2 separate regions of the Oryctolagus cuniculus genome follow, and region 2 is linked to region 1. A link is a contact called in public Micro-C data. All regions are on one chromosome and are shown on one strand. The core of a region is the stretch at or near the end of the contact, and the rest is flanking DNA. Distances in the headings are between cores, read along the strand shown. Region 1 overlaps LOC103347664 (a long non-coding RNA gene). Region 2 overlaps SERTAD2 (SERTA domain containing 2).

What was found. A called contact is a pair of places that touch in the nucleus more often than the background predicts.
Region 2: a Micro-C map of ear pinna shows a contact between it and region 1, with 3 times the contacts expected there. The contact joins two enhancer-like sites. A contact is called at or near these places in 3 of 6 Hi-C or Micro-C datasets (ear pinna, psoas muscle and an unstated tissue).

What each region holds. Positions count from the first base shown.
Region 1 is chr2:137,984,772-137,988,167 of mOryCun1.1, reverse strand. The region is part of intron 4 of LOC103347664 (a long non-coding RNA gene); the gene reads right to left. Among named protein-coding and RNA genes, the nearest start is that of SERTAD2, 20 kb to the left of the region's middle. Within about 2 kb of position 1,692, at least 5 of the 8 cell types and tissues checked have an H3K27ac peak or open chromatin away from gene starts, as enhancers often do. A contact at or near this core is called in ear pinna, where this site is marked.
Region 2 is chr2:138,110,723-138,114,118 of mOryCun1.1, reverse strand. The region is part of intron 1 of SERTAD2 (SERTA domain containing 2); the gene reads right to left. Among named protein-coding and RNA genes, the nearest start is that of SERTAD2, 110 kb to the right of the region's middle. Within about 2 kb of position 1,753, at least 4 of the 8 cell types and tissues checked have an H3K27ac peak or open chromatin away from gene starts, as enhancers often do. A contact at or near this core is called in ear pinna, where this site is marked.

The DNA of each region.
Region 1 (3,396 bases), core at 443-2,942:
TCTTAGCTCCTGGCATCAGCCTGGCCCAGCCTAGGCTGCTGTGGCCATTTGGGGAGTGAACTAGTGGATGAAAGATATCTTTCTCTATTTTTCTTTCAAATAAAATACATAAGCCTTTAACAAATAATAAATAAAAATGCTGACAGTGGGGTGGTGTTTAGACAGTGGCTAAGATACCCATATCCTGTATTGAAGATCAATGCTTGGCTCCAGCTCCTGACTCCTGCATCCTGACCCATGCAGACCCTGGGACACAGCAAGTGAGGGCTCAAGTACTTGTGTTCTTGCCACCCACATGGGAGACCCAGATGGAGTTCTTGACTCCTAGCTCCAGCCAGGCCCTGTCCTGGCTGTTTTGAGTCTTTGGGGAGTGGACCAGCAGATGGGATTTTTATACGCCTCTCACACAATTTTTAAAATACTGTTAGCATCATTCTAGCTTTGGGGAAAGCATGTCTCTGATGACTTATAGATTAGTTTGAGCTAGGCTAAAAAGAGTGTTGAGAATGAGAGCTAACTCAGTCTCTCGTGCTCTCTTCTAGTAAACTTCTAAAATAGCAGTAATCCAAAGAAATTCTACAAACATCAAGAGTCAACCATGCACCTTCAAATAGGTATTTCATAATGCATCATAACCATTGTTATTAGTGGTTGTTCTTTGACTTAAATACTTATACAGAGCAGGGCACAGGGCTTGCCACAGCAAAACCATGTTAATATCACTGTTATTATAGACATCCCCACTTCACAGAGGAGGTGTTAGCAAGACGGGCACATTGTATATTACTCTGCTCAAGTCTGTGGTCACAGAATTACCTGTGTGGCAACCAAGCTGTGGTTAGCTAAGCTTTTAAAGCAAACCCGTATCTTCACGTGTACATCCAATCTTTGTCTTAATAAACTGAAAAGGCAGTCCACCAAAGTTTCTGGAGTTTAGAAAGTGAAACTGAATAGAAAACCAAGAGGAAAGATAATCATCAGGCTTCCTCTGTAGTGTTGAGTGCAGCACAAACAAGCAAATTATGAGAAATGAATTACAGTTTTTAAAAATCCCCTGTTTTAATTACTGTACATGTTAATGAAACTAGGTAAGAATTATTTTTAATCACCTATAATTATATGGATGGTGGAGATCTAAAGACAAAAAGTCGCTATCCAAAAGCCACAATTAAAAAACAACCACCCTAAGACAAATTCTGCTTTTGTTGGAAACTTGCGGTATTTTCCCTTTGTATGTTCCCTTTTCCAAATAAATTCTACCGCTAGAATTGCTGGGTTTGGGCGAATACAGAAAGCTAGCTAGAGATCTCCTTTCCTTGAATTTAATGGGTTTAAGTCTAATCCAGCTGGAGCAAATTCTTGGCGAATATTTCAGGAACTCACAAGAGACGAATTTATTTGGCACGTTAAGGAGGCAAGTAAAATAAAGTTGTGTAGGTCTTAAAGCTTTAGAAAACCGGGGGACTCCTTGTGCCAGCAAAGGATCACGAAGCCTGCAGTTACTATGGGACTTAGCCACGGATGCACAGCGCTCGTCACTCTCGCTGTGCCCTGGCAGCCTCCATTCGAGCTTGGATTCACGACGGAGCGCCGCGGAGCCAGCGGGAGCCGGAGCTGCGGCCGCGAGTGTCTATGAATAGAAGGAGAAGTGTGCCAAAGCCGACAGGGTGCGTCATGGCGTCCCTGCCCCGAGTCCCGAGCTCCGAGCCCCAGGCCGAGGCTGCCCGCAGGACCCCAGCCCCGCGTGGCCCTGGGCCGGCTCGGGGGCTCTGGATCCGGGGCGGAGGGGCGGGGCTCGGGCGGGGGCGCCCCCGCCCAGCTCCCGCCCGCGCGGGGAGAACAATGCGGAGACCCGGCGAGAGGACAAAGCCAGGGAGTCGCGGGCGGGCGGGCGGGGCGGAGCTCTGCGCCTTCCGGAGGGGGCCGCCGGGCGGAGCCACGTGCGAGATAATTCAGGACCGCCGAGATCTGAGATCGCGAAGCTTCTGTTCAAGGCCAGGGAGAATTTCCTGCGGTCCAGATAGAACATCGGCGGCACTCGGTCGAAACGCACCCGCAGCCTGTTGGCGTGGGGACCTTTCCCGAGTCCGGATCTGAATCTCTGAAGTCACTTTTGGAATTTCCAGGGCCTTTTTGTAAACAGGGTGTTCTGGGATTCCCCCGCCCGCCTGCTGGCTTACTCCGCCTGTTCTTCCAGCCTGCCCGTGTCTGGGGCCCTCTCTCCCCACACACCGACCGTGTTGTCCCCTCCCCCCTACCTTGCCTCTTCTTTATTTTGGGGGGCCGAAGGGGCTGGGGGTGTCCTGCAATCCTCCCTCCCTCCCTCCTGACGGGCACTTTCGGATTCCCCTGCCCTTTTCTTTCCATCATTTCTTCCCTGTCATTCCTTCTTTGTTTTTCTGTCTCAAGAACCGCATCTGTGTAATTTTTTTTTCTAGATACTACCCCAAGTTCTGTCCCCTTAAGGACTTTAGGGTTCCTGGAAAGAAACAGGGAAGTGCGCTCCAAGTCCACTCTCAGGGTGGGAGTGGGGGTGGGGGGCAGGGCTCAGCGGATCCTATACTCACCTAGGGGTCCAGCTATCTTGGAGGGAGGGGAATCACAGACCGCCCTGTAACGGCTGGTGTGCTTCCTGACCATAAAACGGCAAGGGGGGCGTAGTTTCAAATTAGGTCTCTAGGGATTTTGCAGCCGCCACTTATTTTAAAGCAGAGTTTTGATCATGCAGTAAAGTCAGGACACTGACGTCTTTTGTGCACCCTTGAAGTGCCAGCTCATGGGTGTCTCCACATTTGTCTCCACCTGTGGAGGGGCTGACCACTTGGCTCTTTCCTCTGAGTGTGGCCCAGAGTACAAAATACAGCCCTTTATCAATCACAGGAATCAGAAACAGCTCCTAGACTTGGGGCCTGAAGCAAGATGGGGAGGGGGGGTTAAAATGTTAACAAAAGGCAGAGGTTAAGTGTCTGGTGCAGCACCATGTGGGACTGCATCCCATGTTCACTGTCTGGATTCAAGTCCTAGCTTTGCTCCTGATTCCAGCTTCCTGCTAATGCACACCCTGGGAGCCAGCAGGAGATGGCTTAAGTTGGTTCCCTGCCAAACATGCCCAGCCTGGGATCAAATTCTAGGCTCCTGGCTTCAGTCTGGCCTGTGAGGAGTGAACCAGCAGATGGAAGCTCTATGCTTCTCTTTCTCTGCCTTTCAAATAAAGTGGCAATAAATAAAAATTCAAATAAATAAATATACATTGTTTTAAAATTTAACAAATAGTTAAATAGCTAAAATAGCTGGAGGTGGAATGAATGGGAGTGGCTGGGGGGGACATGGGAGCGGGGATGTGAGAACATTGCACATTTCCAGGGCACACTTTGCTTTGCTGTGGCTGATCCTCAG
Region 2 (3,396 bases), core at 504-3,003, 130 kb before region 1:
TGTGGAAGTCTGCCTTATGGTTGTACCTAATCCCTCACAAACAAGAGTCCCAACCCAAGACAAGAAAAGTCCCTCACCACCAACAGACTTCCCTGCTTAATATGCAGAGAGAGAGAAGTTAGGCTTCAAAAGATCTCTGAGAGGAGAGGGGCTCAAAATTGGTAGCTTGGTTCCAATTTCTGAAGAGAGGAAGTGATAGGGAAGGTGTGTCTGAAAGATGTGTGACTGAAAGTGACCAGGCAGCGGTGGAGCCACTGGCACGCTCTCACAAGGGTGTGCTGTTAGTACGCAGGTGGCTCAGAGGGAGGCACTCCTGGAAGCCTTCACGTCCACACACCTCAAGGCCCTGCTGGTTCATGCCCTCCATACACTGTCAAGAGCCTGATCCAACTTCCTTTCGCAGTAGTAACAGGACTAGAAATTCAGCGGTGTCCTTTTTCAGACCTACGGCAGACTTCACAATTAAGCAACTTGCTGCTTTAAAAGTCAGCTATGTGAAGGTGGCTACAGGTGGGCCTGTGGGGCCCGGGGAGCACAGTAGAGGCCGCCCCTGGCTTGCAGGCTTCAGACAAAAACAAGTTTTTAAAGACCTGAGCGGGCACAGCTGTCTGGGGAAGGGCTCCTCACTCCAAGGGCAGTTTTCAGAGGCTGTCTCCCTGGTCTCACCACTCTGCTGGTGGAAGCGGCCAGCAGCGCCCATGCCAACACTGAAACCATACGCTCGGGTCTCTGCACTGACATCAACCATTCAGAGATACGTGCACACACACGCGCGCACACATGCAGCCCCTCTTTGGAAAAGAAAGGCAGCAAAGGCTGAGGAGAGGCCAGCGGGGGCCGTTTCCTCTGACACCCAGTGCCGCCAGTACCCAAGGCTGTGGGTGGAACCGTGTTCTTTCTGTTTCTTTTGAGGAAGGGGGTGGAAGAAAGCAGCGCCCATGGCACAGTGAACTGTGTGCGTGACAGGCAGGCTCCCGGCCCCAGAGAAGCGGGCTCAGAGCTGGGCCACAAACTGCTTTGAGACAACTTGGGAAAGAGAATATTCTCCTTCCCCTCCTTCCACATACTGGCCTTCCGCCGGGTGGTTGGAAGGGAGAGGCGGCTCTCAACAAAAGGGTGTTTCCCACCAGCCGGGAGGCCCGCCTCTGGGGAAGGGCTCTTCAGAAACCCGGCAGCTGGGCAGCTCGCTCCCGGGCAGGAAGGAAAAGCCCCAGCCTACTTCCATGGGGGTGGGGTGGGAGATGCTGGCTCAGACAACTTTCACGACGGAGCACTGTGACCCCACCCACGTGCTCAGCACCCGACAACCTCCCCACCCCCACACCAGGGAGCACACAAAAGCCACCCTGGGGAAGGTGATGCTGGCGGGGTCGGAACAGGAAGCTACTACAAGCAAGAGGGTCTCCGCTGTCCCTCCTGCAAGAGGGTGCAGGGCTATGACTGCCCATGGCCCAGGGAGTGCCAGCAACAGTGGCAAAGCAGCCCCAGCTTCCAGACACACAGGGTAAGGGCTCGGCCAAGACAGCTAGACAGCAAGTGCTGCTAACCCCTAAGCTGCCTGGGGTCAGAAAGCGTTTTTTTTAAACGCAAAGCTCATCCAGGGTTTTGGAGGTGCCCACAGTAACACCCATGCTAATTGGTAAGTAAGACAAAGCCTCCCCTAACAAATCGGCAATGTAATTATAAAGCCAGTCACTAGAACAGCCAGTTACCCGTGCTCTGGGAGACTCTGAACCTGTAACCCGACACCACTGTTTGCAGCCGGGTGCCGAGGGCCCAAGCCTCCCCCGCCGACCAGGCCAGGCCCGCGGGGCACCGCAGCCGCGCCTGGAGCTCAGCCCCTGCAGCTGCACGGAGACCCACAGGACGACCCTCCTGGCCTCCTCCTGGCAGCCTGCAGGGAAACTGAAACCCCGCCATGTCAACCTCCAAGTCCACTTCAGAAACAACGGCTCTGACTGTACGCGGCTGTTTTCTACAGTTCCCATTTTAAGAAATTCTAGCTTTCTCTCGCAGAATTTTTACATGCTTCTATAAAACTGAAGACAATTCCCAACACTGGTGGTTTATCAAATATGATTCTTTTCTCTGGAAAAATGAAAGAAATTTTAGAGATATTGATAACTAAATGCCATTAGTAAACAAGAGAGAGGAGAGGGGATATTTCACATCACTATTCCTTACGAATTAATTACGGTCTTGTCAGCAAACATTTGGAAAGAAAATCAGGCACTTTAGACTAAATATCAAGTTGTGTAAAATGTTTCTAATCTCCTGTCTTATTGGTACCTCTGCCAGCAGGGAGTTTTAGGTCTTAATCTCAGGTCTATGCAGCCACAGAAACCAGTCACCTTCTCCCAAGGACAATGGAAATGCTACCAATTCTCTTCTTTTATTTGAGGATTCTGGCTAAACGACTGCACACCTAATTAAAGTTAAGGTTTAGTAGAACCCGACAGTTCTGAATTGGAACTTAACAAACACATACATCAAATATGAGCTGATGCTTTGTACTCCGGGAAGGAAAATAACCCTGAACATGTTGATGGAATACGACAGGCAAAATGTCTGTGGCTGTCGATGCTGGGCGACCAGTACAAGGTGACGCACTGTACTCTTCCTTTTACTGTTCAGCATGTTTGGAATTTTCCACAATAAAACGTTTAAACTACGACAAGTCAATACAAACCTTAGAAATTCTATGAAATTAAAAAACAATCACAATAAATTATTTGCACATTCAGTGAGAACCATTGTACTCATTTTAACTGCTAGATTTTTGCACAGAAGAAAGCTATCCGTGCTCCAGGTAAACAAGCCACGTCCAGCACGAGTCAGAACTCCTTTACATTCTGACAGACGCAGCACATCCACAAGGGGGCGCAGCAGAGTAACAGGCGGTGGGAATGCCTTTCTCCACTGCAGTTTCCAGCTACACATCTCTCAGAGCACAAACATTCATATCCAAGACTGCTCCCAAATTCAAGCATCTAAAGGACAATGCTGAAGAAGTTTGGAGGCTTGCCAAGCACAACCCAGAAAGGTTTTGTTGCATGTGTATAAGTAGCATTGATGTTTCAAAAACCATGGTTAAAATCCCTGGAGGATTCCTGAAGTGAGAACACGCTCACACAACAAACACAAACCCATGTGAGGAGAAGATTTGGAGAAGCCAGCAGCTCAGAATTTCCAGTGCGGTTTCTAAAGTGGACTCTGAACCACACAATGGGTCTCCAGAATTTTATAGCAGAGAAGCCTTCACTAATCCCACTGCTTCTTAATAATAGTAAATTACCTCCATTCGGAACAGATACCGCTGCGGGCAGTTATTTGGGAAAACCCTTCATAAAGGACGCTGGGAGGAGCCATTTAATTGTAAAATGTAGTGCAATTAAC